2 separate regions of the Columba livia genome follow, and region 1 is linked to region 2. The links are chromatin contacts, called in public Hi-C maps. All regions are on one chromosome and are shown on one strand. The core of a region is the stretch at or near the end of the contact, and the rest is flanking DNA. Distances in the headings are between cores, read along the strand shown. Region 1 holds the start of LOC102086650 (zona pellucida sperm-binding protein 3). Region 2 overlaps RAB8B (RAB8B, member RAS oncogene family).

Region 1 (5,499 bases), core at 2,517-5,016, 99 kb after region 2:
TCTCCTGATGGAAGAGGAAGTAATTTTCTAACTTCTGTATTTATTCTTGACAATACGAGCCTCTCCAAGCTCCATTATTTATTTTTCCCCTCATCTCACCTGCAACCATCATGTTTTCAGATGTCCAAACCTGCTGTCTCTGACGCTGTCAGGATGTGGCCACATTACAGATGATTGCATCTTGCTTCTCCTCAAGAACTGCCCAAACCTCAGGACACTCAAACTGGAGAACTGCGTGCGGATCACTGACCGGACACTGGAAGCCGTGACCCTGTATGGGGGATCGCTGCAAACGCTCCACGTGGATTTCTGCCGGAACATAACACGGACCGGTCTGGAGAGAGTCAGGGAAAAACGTCCTTCGGTAACGCTGAGAGCGGAGAGAAGTGCTGACATGATTCCAGACAATAAGCCAGAAAAAAAGTTGATGCTTGAAAAGGCATCACGAAAATGGGTTCAGCTTTAAGTGCAACAAATTGCATAAACTGGGTCAATGTGGGTGTTTTACCTCAGTTCCACTCTCCTCTCAGGCAGTGTAGCTTCAATGAACCGTGGCTGCTTTCCTGCATTTACAAATGGTTGTAAAGGCTGCGGCATCTCCACTGGGGCAGTCTTGAGGAAAAACCTGTTTGCATTCTGTTCTTTGAAACTGGAAAACCCTGCATTGCTGCCGCGAATGCCAGACCTGATTAAGACTGAAAACTTCAACTTTGAAGCCCTCATGTCGCAGATAAGCGGAATGCACCTCACTCAGAAGAGAGGCAGCAATATGTTGTATTGCGGTAAAAATGGTAATTTGACAGAGTTCAATAAATTCGATAGAATTTAATAAATTTTAACAGTGCTTTGACAAGGTTTAGTAAGCGTGATGGCAAGGTTCCCCTTATTGATTACTGCATGGAAGAAGCATACAAAGGCGAATGGAGTTAGAATTGAGTTTGAACAATTCACACCGAGTCAGGAGATGCAAAGAGAACCCTCCTGTTGAGTCGTGAGGTTGGGACCAGGCCCACTCGCTTTCTACGCTCCTTATGTAACGGGAAAGGGCATAAAACCACAGCAGATAGAGTCACTGTATGAGTTACATCAATTTCAGAGAGAGAGTTATTAACAAATATCTGTGAAAGGGTATATCCATATGGTCATTCCCTCTGCTGAGGCCAATAAGCACACCACCTAAGATGTTTCTAGCAAAAGCAGAGCACCTGACAACCGACACTTGCTCAGCGATTAACATTTGTAGCCCATTTGTTAGGCTTATTTATTAAATGAGGGATGCACGGCAGTGTGTGCAAAATACAGTTTTACCCTCTGCATGATGTACTTTGACAAGATATGCAAAGATTTTTTGAAGTTGGCATTAAAGGAAGCACAATATGAACAAATGCTAGTTTACATAACTAACCTACAGGAAAAGACAGTGACTTACAACCTATAGCTTTAAATGTTAAATTAGGAACACACTACAGTCCAGACCTACAGAAACACCCCATTTCTCACTGCAAAAGACAAACCAAATAGCTATTTTCATCCCAAACCACAAGGCTGTGACTTTCCTGCATGCTGCTCTGCTACACAGAAGTGAAACAACTTCTTTTGTTTTTTAATAAAGGGTTGCCGTGGCATCGTCTACAAAATTTGACACAAAAGGCCGGCACAGTTTAATTCTGCCATATAAAATTTGCCTTGATAGAACACACTGGGATTTGATTGTGGTGTCGAGTACTCATGACCGGCAACACCACGTTCCAAGGCTCTTCGCACACTGGTGGATTTCTGCCTGAGGAAAGGTGAACGTTTCTGAGCGCCACCTCACCCAGTCAACCGTACTGCAGAAGTTGTCCTTCTTCAGTCTGCCTCAGTATAACAACACAGAAAAAACATTGCGAGGTTCAAACCCCACACTTTATTTTAATAGTCTATGTTCCTAGAGTTTATTCTTTCCTCTGCGAGAACTGATGAGCTGGCTATGAACTCCCAAAAACATTCCTTATGTGTCACATCAAAAATGGAAAGAGGACTTCACAGCTCTCAACAGAAGTGAATATACTTACTCCTCCTTTCCATTCTGCTTAATTGATCCACAGATATCTTTTGGTACTCTCTGATTTGTCTGAGCTAAGAAATAAATCACAGCATTACAGAAACTTAGTCAAACACAGCTGAAATTCTAGAGAAACGCTCAGTTGGTCTGAGCATCTGTAAGAAACGCTCACCCAGAAGACAAATAAAATAATTTCATTATTGTTTCTTCACAACTTAAAGATATTTAATGTCATGAGACTGTAATGTTCTGGTCTTTCATGAAATTATTTCTAAAATCTAAGACCCTTATGCACTACACAGTAAGGAATGAAACTGGAAGCGCAGACGGGAAGGACAGACATTAACCTCTTCTTCAGTTCCAAGCCTTTTGAGTTCTGTTAAAAGTTCTCTTATCGTTGCTGAAGCATTTTTTACTCTTCGCAGACCCCGACTCTGACGAACCAGGGAGAGGAAGGCTTGTTAGCCATCATTTTATGAAAATATGAAAAAAAAGGTGTCGTAAACCAACGTGTCTACTTGGAAGCCGCATCAGGTTATCACACACAGGGCAATCAAGACCCATTTTTATTCTTAACAGTCCTGAATTCATGTCGCTTTTCCTCCCCTTTATTTCAATGCGATTAAACAGATGTGAACCCCAAGACTGAAGATCAGCATATAAGATGCACAAAAATAACAGAATTTTAATTCATAAAATATTTTTGATTGAGTGGATACATTTGGGTTGATGCTTTCTATCAATTTGAGGATATAAGTGCTGGACGGCAAAATATTTACAGTTTTCCAATGCAGGAAACGTCTTTAGACAATCTGAAGAAGGTGAAGCTCTAAATATAAAATATACAGCTACATTAGAGGGTTCGGAATACTTTAATCCTACAAATCTTGGGACATACACATCCCACCAGCATAACTCATGCGCCCTCTCCTGGCAGTTTTCCTTTCCAAAAAACCCACAGAAGGTCTTGGTAGCAGCAGATCATGTTCACTGGGGTTTTTTTGCACCTCTTCTCACATCTTTCTGTGTGTACTATGCAAACACAAACCAGCTATTTTTCCCAACAATATTAAGTCGGCGATGTCCCTGAAGCAACCGATCTACTGTGTATGTTTACATTTGCTGTATCGCATCTGCACAGTGAGCGTGAGGGTTTCATGAGGGAACTTACTGCACACACAGAGCGCACAGCACCTGGCTGTCAGCAGACACAACAGCTGCAACACGAAGCAACAGATTTGTTTTACTACGTGTGTACAAAATGACCACCCTGTGTATGCTCGTTAAGCCCCAGAACCACCGAGGTTAACGTGTGCATGTTGTCCTGTGTGCGCACACTACACCCCTTGCTTTCGAAGTGCCAAATCTCTTGCAGATACGAGAAAGGAAGGGGCAAAGACACATATCTGCATAATGTTAATTAAAAGGAGGAAACAGACGTACACAATTTAAAAAAGCATCACTGGTGCTCTACAATACAGCTAAAAAGCCTCATAATCCTGATGTCACGGGAGAATTTCCTTGATTAAAAATAACCCACTTGCAGATTGTAAACAGCAATTAAAAATCCTGTCAGATAAACCCTAATCCTTGCAATAGGGTCTGCTCTCCTCTGGCTGTAGAGGCTGCTCCCCACACACAGCTCTATATCAGACACCGGAGAATCCCCAGGGTGCCATTTATTTTATAAAGATATTAACATGACTGGGTGGTTCCTTCCCCCTAGAGCTGACCCCGGGTCCTGAGGCTCTTAAACCCCACGCTGGGCATAGAGAGGATCTGAAAGTGTCACCCTCCACACCATCCCCCAGAGACCTCACAGCAGAAGGACCCATGGTCTGGGGGTGGGACACATGGAACATATGGTTTGGGACATGTGGCCTGGAGGTGGGACACATCTCTATGGATCTTACAGAGCTGGTTGCTACCAAAAAAGCAAGGGAGAAAACTGCAACTGGCTGCACAGCCAACTCAATATCTCTCCTGTGAGCAAGGGACCCCATCCAGCACTTAATTAGTTAATTAGAGCAGGGAACTGAGTGCTCACAGGTGTTGCCAGTTGCCCGAGGACCTGAGCATCCCCTGGGCTGTAGGAGATGTGGGCTATAAAAGGCCCTGGGCAGGAGCTGCTCTTTGTGCTGGACCCTGGTGGGCAGGATGAGGCCTGGAAGCAGCCTGGGGTTTGCTCTTTTCTGCTGGGTTTTGGGGGAGGTGGCTGCTTACAGCCCATGGAGCCTCCCTGGACGGGAGGCAGAGCTCTGGGGGTACAGAGGGGACGTGGGGCAGCCCCGTGCCTTCCCCCAGCCCTCCCCCTGGGCATGGGTGGACATTTCTCAGCTCCAGGCTGCCGCCCCCCTGCACCCTGTGGCCGTGCGGTGCCAGGAGGCGCAGGTGGTGGTCACGGTGCACAGGGACCTCTTTGGCACGGGGCGGCTGGTCAGGGCTGCGGAGCTGACCCTGGGCTCGGCCGCCTGCCTGCCTACAGCCCAGGGTTCTGCTGACACCACCGTGACCTTCGTGGCCGGGCTGCATGAGTGCGGCAGCACCCTCAGGGTAAGGCTGGGGCCTGAGGGTGGGGGGCTGCATCTTGGGGTGCTGAGGCTGGCAGGGGGCTGTGGTGTATTTGGGCTTGGGGAAAGGTTCTAAAGCCTTTCCTAGCAGCTGAACATCTCGGTCTGCTTTCCAAGGGCAGCAGGAGCTGGGCTGTCTTCTCTGGGGATGTGTGTGCAGTGAAGGGTGTGCAACAGGCAGAGAAATTAGCTGTTTCCTGGTGAATATAGATGTGTCTGAACCTTCCAGAAGAAACATCTCAGCTCTGAGTTTCCGGGCTTGAATGTGCTGCTCTGTGTGTGTTGCTGAGGAACAGTGACTGGATAATGTATCTCGTCTTTCCCCAGGTGACTCCTGATGCTCTGGTCTACAGCACAAGCTTAAACTACAAGCCAGTTCCTGCCGGCAACCCTGTCATCATCCGCACCAGCCCTGCCGTGGTCCCTATCGAGTGCCACTACCCAAGGTGAGCTGATGGAGGTGGGTACCAAGCAAGCCCTTCTGCTGCCCCGGAGCATATTTAACCATGGGCATCTCTTTTCCAGGATGGCCAACGTGAGCAGCAATGGTGTCAATCCTACGTGGATGCCTTTTCGTTCCACCCTGGCCTCCGAGGAGAAGCTACCCTTCTCTCTGCGCCTCATGAATGGTAGGTTTTGGGTGAGGGTCTCCTCTGGTGCACAGCATCCTGGACTGGCCATGCTTCTGCTGGGTGGCACAGCTGGTGCTGTTATCACCCCAGTGCTCCTGGGACATCTGGGGTTGGGTAGAGTTTTGGTGAGTACCCAGAGCTTTGTGCCCATTGGGGTTTCCTTGGGGGGAAGCAGTGAAGAACAAGCTGCTGCCTGGCGACCTCTCTCCTTCCAGATGACTGGAGTGCTGAGAGAGTCTCCACTGTGTTTCAA
Region 2 (5,434 bases), core at 2,536-5,035:
AAATTTTGCAATGTTAAACCTCTTAAGGATTGGTCTGTAGGTGATAATAGGTCGTATTTCTCCTCCATTCACTGAACTGCTTATGCGGTTCTTATTCTTATAAATAAAACTTGTATTTCTTTCTTCCACAAAAGCAGGATTTCCATTGAGTTTTCTTGTTTCTGGTGAATTTAATAATCTAGTGCATTCCTATGGCCTTACAAGCATTTTTGCAAGTAAAACTTCAATTACAGTTATTTTAATGCTATATAGCTACTAAATTCAGAATAAAAAGTTTAGTCCTTGAGAAAATGCTTAATTTTGAAATAGAAGTGTTCTACTGTGTGTGTTTAAGCACATTTTATCTCTGGTATAAAGGTGTAATGTGAAAAGCTCCTGCAGATAAAAGTGAACTTGTCATGTGGTTAACTTGTAAACCTAATCATTAATTGTGTATTGATGTCTATAGACAAAAAAAACCAAACCCAACCCCTAAGAAAAGCTTCACACTCCAATGGTTTTATTATTCCATGTGAACTTTTTTACAACGTGTGTCTCAAATAAAAGTTACGTAATGAAAAGTATTTGGAGTATTTTGTATGAAATATTCCACGTAGTTTCTATACAGTTGGCATTTCCACTGTATTTTCCATACATCTCTTGTGGAAAGGGGTCCAGCTGAGTTGCATCTGTAAAGCTTTGCTTAACTTCCACGGCAAACCACAGGGGTTTTTGTGTGGCTTTGCTGGTTTCTGCACTGGACTGTTCTTTAGATTTCTCCTGAAATATCCTCTATTCTTTAGCGATTGTTTAAATCTAAGTACGTTATTTCAGTGACCTCCAGCTTCATAAGGAACCAGACGTTTAGTGTCATGAAATACCCTTCCAAAGTGACTTCTGGCAATACCAGTAAAGGTAACATGAGACACAATCTCTAGTTTGACTAAGAATTATCTAATCACTTTGGCTGTTAATGTTTTCTTTTTTGTTTTGCTTTAAATCAGGGTTATGTGAAAGGTTTAGAAGTTACCTGAGGCACAAATATCATGAATTAATATAGCAAATATTGTTTGTCCAGCTTCCTTCTACACTGAATACAGAGGGATTTGACAGGAATATCTGTTGACTGTTTATATATATATATATATATATAGTTCTTCAGTTTCAAATTACTCTGGTTTGTCAGTTACAGTGGGTATGAAAATGAGTGAACCTAAGGAAGGAATGGTTTTGTCTGCTCAAGATAAAAGCAGATTAGTGGTTGAGACACCCAAGTGGGCACCCTAAGGAATAAATTTGAAACACATGGATGACAAGTAGCTTCTAAAGTTGGTGCTTTTTACTTGTTCATCTAATGAACTGTTTAGCTGAAGGGATGTATTGGCTCTTTACCTCAACAGAAAGCTAGAGTTACATTCTTGTTACACATTATTATTATTATTATTATTACTCTCTTTTTTCTTCTGGCAGACAAGTTTGCTGCTTTAGGACCAGCTGTTTAAACATTATCTTGCAGATCCCCTTGATCTGAACTGGTTCTAGATGCTCAGCAGTCCTAAAATCTCTTCTGCAAGTCTCTCAGTTCTCACAGAAGCAGTGGCCTGCATCTGCACCCCAATAACATTTTAAATACGTTTGCATTCTCTGTTTGTTGAAAGGAAATAGCAAGCATGCTTACTCTGCTTGAAATTGGTGATTTATTACAGTTCCTGGATCTATTTTTGGCTGCAGACGAGGAATTGCTATACAAATAGTGCACACTTGTAGACCAGAGGCAAGTTGTTGGTACACACATAGAATGAATGTATCCAGCTTTTATAATCTGGTAAATCACCTTCTTCCTAAATGATTTTTTTTCCAACTTAGGTAACTAGCGGCTCTTTGGTGCTCTTGAACTATACCAAAATCAATATAATACAAGATTTTAAAATAATTTTTCTTTGGAAAGATTCTGATCTTCAAGAGATACACAAATGAAGATTTTATGTTGCATAAGCTTATTCTTGACACCTAGAGGTTTAAAGAAAGGGCATAGAATGGAATGCAAAACATACTGAAGAGAATTTTTAGTGCTCCAGGATGTTTTGTAGTTGCTTCAAAAATGTTACTGTCTTTAGCAGAGCACATCGGTATTAAGCTTCTGGTGCGAACAAATGTTGTGTAAATTCCTCTGAGCACATATTCGGTACATATTGTTCCTTCAGTTTGCTAAATCACGTTCTAAGTTTTGAGCAGGATACAAGCATGTTCCTCACCTGAGGAATTAGGGAATTAGCACGTTTAATGAACTGTGGAAAGCGTGTGTAACTTGAACTCTACTACTGAATACAAGGTACTGACTTCCAAGTGAACAGGAATTCTGTAAACGCGCACTAAGTGTTGAGAATTCACCCTATTTAGTTTTGAATACTTGCGTGGGTGGTGCGATGGCTTCCTGCAGTTGTGACTTTCTCTGCTCATGGCGCAGCTCCCCGGGAGTGTCGGTGACACAGCTCCAGCCTGGGGGTGGCCACTGGTCTCACACTGAGGGGGTTTGATTCATCAGGGAGGCGTTACCCTTGTCCTCACCTTTCTGACTTGGTTTAGCATAAACAGACTGTGAACATGCTTATCTTGGGATAGAAAATGGAAGGTGCCTTTCTCAACTGCTTGCGTTCACAATTTCTGACACTTTTAGCACTATTTTGTCCACGCTGGCAATGTTTCAGCCTTTACTTACCCAACTAACTACAAGTGAAGTGCAAGTTATTGTATCAATGATGCTTTTTAAAAAATAAAAAGTTGACTATTTAATCTATTTTCGAGGCTGTTGGCAAATTCTCAGGGTTGCTTTTATTTATTTATCTATTTATTTTTTTCTTTCCCAGGCAAGATGGCAACTAACTAGCTGTGGTATGTATTCTAGATGACGGACGGAATCTTTCCAAGAAGCTTCAGCAAGTTCTGTCCGTGACATTAATGTCTAATGCTGATGAGTCCTGCTTCTGAGCTTCCTCACCTGAAATGCAGTGACTTTGTACAGCTCACAGTTATGCTCTGAACCAATAAAATACTGGGAAAAGGCCACCACCTATGTCTTAAGTACTGTTTGTAAGTAATTTTCCAGAATAGCGGTGCTCTGCCCAGTGTAGGGATGGGCAATCCTTTGAAAATAGTATTCAGTTAATTAACTGTTCTTTGAGTGCCACGTTACTCAGCAGAAATGTTATCTGTTTCGAGGGAGGGGAGGAGAACAGCCCGTGGGGCCGCTTTCCCCCGTGTCTCCGGAGCAGCTCGGGCGCGAACCCGCGTCCCGCCCGGCGGGGCCTCGCTCCGCTTGTGCCTCCCCCAGCCCCGCGGCCGCCGCGGGTCCCGGCGGAGCTGCAGCCCGGGGTGCGGGGAAACCTCCCGGGCTGCGGGGACACCGGCAGAGGCGGCGGGAAGCGGCGGCCCCGCCTTCAGGGGCAGAGGGCAGCGGAGCCGCTGCCGGTGCTGCTTTCCGGCACGAACCTCGCGGTTTTCCGCGCGGTGCGGAGATCGAGCACCGGCTGCATGGAGCGGGAGCGGGCACCGGCCATCTCACGGCGGCTGCCCGTCTCCTCAGCGGGAGCGGCGGTGTTCTGACATCGGGGTGACGGAGCCGCCCTCGGGGAGGGGCGAGGAGCCGCCGGGCCCAGATCCGTCGGGTCTGAACTCCGTTCCCCTCACCCGCAGCCACCCGGGCAGCCGCCGCTGTGCTTCGGCCTCGGTGAGGCCCAGCCGGGCCTCCGAGCGGGGATGGCGGCGTTCTGAGATGGCGGCGGCAGCTCGCCCCCGCACTGTCTCCTCTGGCGTTTCTGTGGGGCCGCCCTCCCGGTCACCACACAGCCGGGGGTGCCCGCCGGGGTGTCCCACCCGGGCCGGCCTGTCCCCGGCCTGTCCCGCCGCCTCAGCCCGGCTGCCAGCGCGGCCTGCGCCCGCTGCCGTGCCCGGGCAGGCCCTCGTTTCCATACGCGCCTTTAAATCCATTTCAAGGCACTGTTGTTTGATTTTCGGTGCCCGGCAGGTATTCCCAAGAACCATAACTACTGTAAGAGACAGACTCTACCAAAAGTGGTTTTAGAAGCTGTTCTTGCGTTTCTGTATTTCCTCACAGCAGTCCTTCCTCTTTCGGTAGGAATGTAGTTTGCATAAATAGATGCAGTTACTTAACTGTTTTTTAACCACCCTCTCCACATCAGAGAGGAAATAGCTAGTTTGATTTTTCTTAAAATTAAAAAAATAGTTTCTCGTCATGGGAAATGTACTCTTCCTTAGAATTTATTTGTTTTGTGGTATTTACTCTGCAACTCTCTAACCCATTTATCTGCCTCATGGAGATGCCGTTAGAAATTTCGGATGCCAGTGGAAAATGTAATATGGATAACAGTTCTTTGTGCTTTTTCCCCTGCCTCTTTTATGCCAGGGCTTTGTCTGGCTGGTCTCCCTGCTGCTTTCTTCCCTTGCGCGGTTTGTTGCTGTGCACACTGGGGCAGCCATTAAGCATCAGTGTGGAAAATCGTGCTCGTCTTTGGAGTGGTGGTTTCTGTTCTGCTCCTGGAACTACTCCGACTTACCTGCAGCAGGCTTTCGAAGTAAGTCGTGTGGTATTTCCCGTTCACTGGAGATTCTTTGAGTGCGGAATCATATTGGACAAATAGACGACAGAATTCAGTATCAGCAGTTCTCTTGTGGCAGTGTGCTTTCTCAAAAGTTAGGTTTAATAATAGAAAATAAAATTATTGCAGCCCTAAAGCAAACAATAAAGCTTAGGAACTTTAGTTTTTAAATTTGAGTATATGATGCAAACTAGAGATCAAACACAGCTAATAGAGTTAACCCTGTTAATTAACCCTTGAACTTTCTTCCATAGTAAGGGCCACCTCTTGGAAATTAAGAATTTAAAACAAAGTTGTTAATATTTTATTTATCATGGCTTTCATTACAAGTTAGTATCAGAACAAACTCCCTTTCAGCCACATATTTAGAAGTTTTCAGGAGTTAATGTTATTACTGCCTGCCAGTTTTCTTCAACTTATGACACCGTAGCTCTTTCTGTAAAGATCAAAGTGATTCAATGATAATAAAGTTTCCAAGCTGTGCTTTGCTTAAGGCTGTAGAATTAAATACTTCATACGTTGTTTGAAAGTGTTTTTTTCTCTCTATTTAAATTCTACCTAAATGAAACCACAAGACCAAGAGAGTCAGGTAAGTTTTCTAGAAGTGGGTTGCAGTGTGACATGGTAGCCTTTGATCCCATGATACATCGTCCTGTGACTGCCGTATAACGTCAGGTGAAGGGCTGTGGTTGAGTGCAGAAGCCACAGCTTGCTTCACTCACCTGGAATTGCATGCAGAGCGTTCTGTGGTACTTACCCTATAGTCACCATTTTATGACAGAAATGTAATCTTTAATAACTCAAACAGTAAATGACCTTTGTGGCACTTTATAATTCCA

Evidence for each region. A called contact is a pair of places that touch in the nucleus more often than the background predicts.
Region 1: a contact with region 2 is called in a Hi-C map of crop, with 3 times the contacts expected there. The contact joins the promoter of LOC102086650 here to the enhancer-like site in region 2. A contact is called at or near these places in 2 of 2 Hi-C or Micro-C datasets (crop and liver).

What each region holds. Positions count from the first base shown.
Region 1 is chr11:17,681,298-17,686,796 of bColLiv1.pat.W.v2, forward strand. It overlaps LOC102086650 (zona pellucida sperm-binding protein 3), which reads left to right and starts at 3,767. Exons shown (of 9, transcript XM_005501115.4): 1 at 3,767-4,597; 2 at 4,942-5,060; 3 at 5,140-5,243; 4 at 5,462-5,499. The coding sequence starts at 4,202. FBXL22 (F-box and leucine rich repeat protein 22) reads left to right here. Exons shown (of 2, transcript XM_005500980.3): 2 at 121-3,628. The coding sequence ends at 466. It overlaps LOC135580505 (a long non-coding RNA gene), which reads right to left and starts at 239. Exons shown (of 2, transcript XR_010475276.1): 1 at 100-239.
Region 2 is chr11:17,582,231-17,587,664 of bColLiv1.pat.W.v2, forward strand. It overlaps RAB8B (RAB8B, member RAS oncogene family), which reads left to right. Exons shown (of 9, transcript XR_010475271.1): 9 at 1-563. Among named protein-coding and RNA genes, the nearest start is that of RAB8B, 29 kb to the left of the region's middle. Within about 2 kb of position 3,786, at least 3 of the 3 cell types and tissues checked have an H3K27ac peak away from gene starts, as active enhancers do.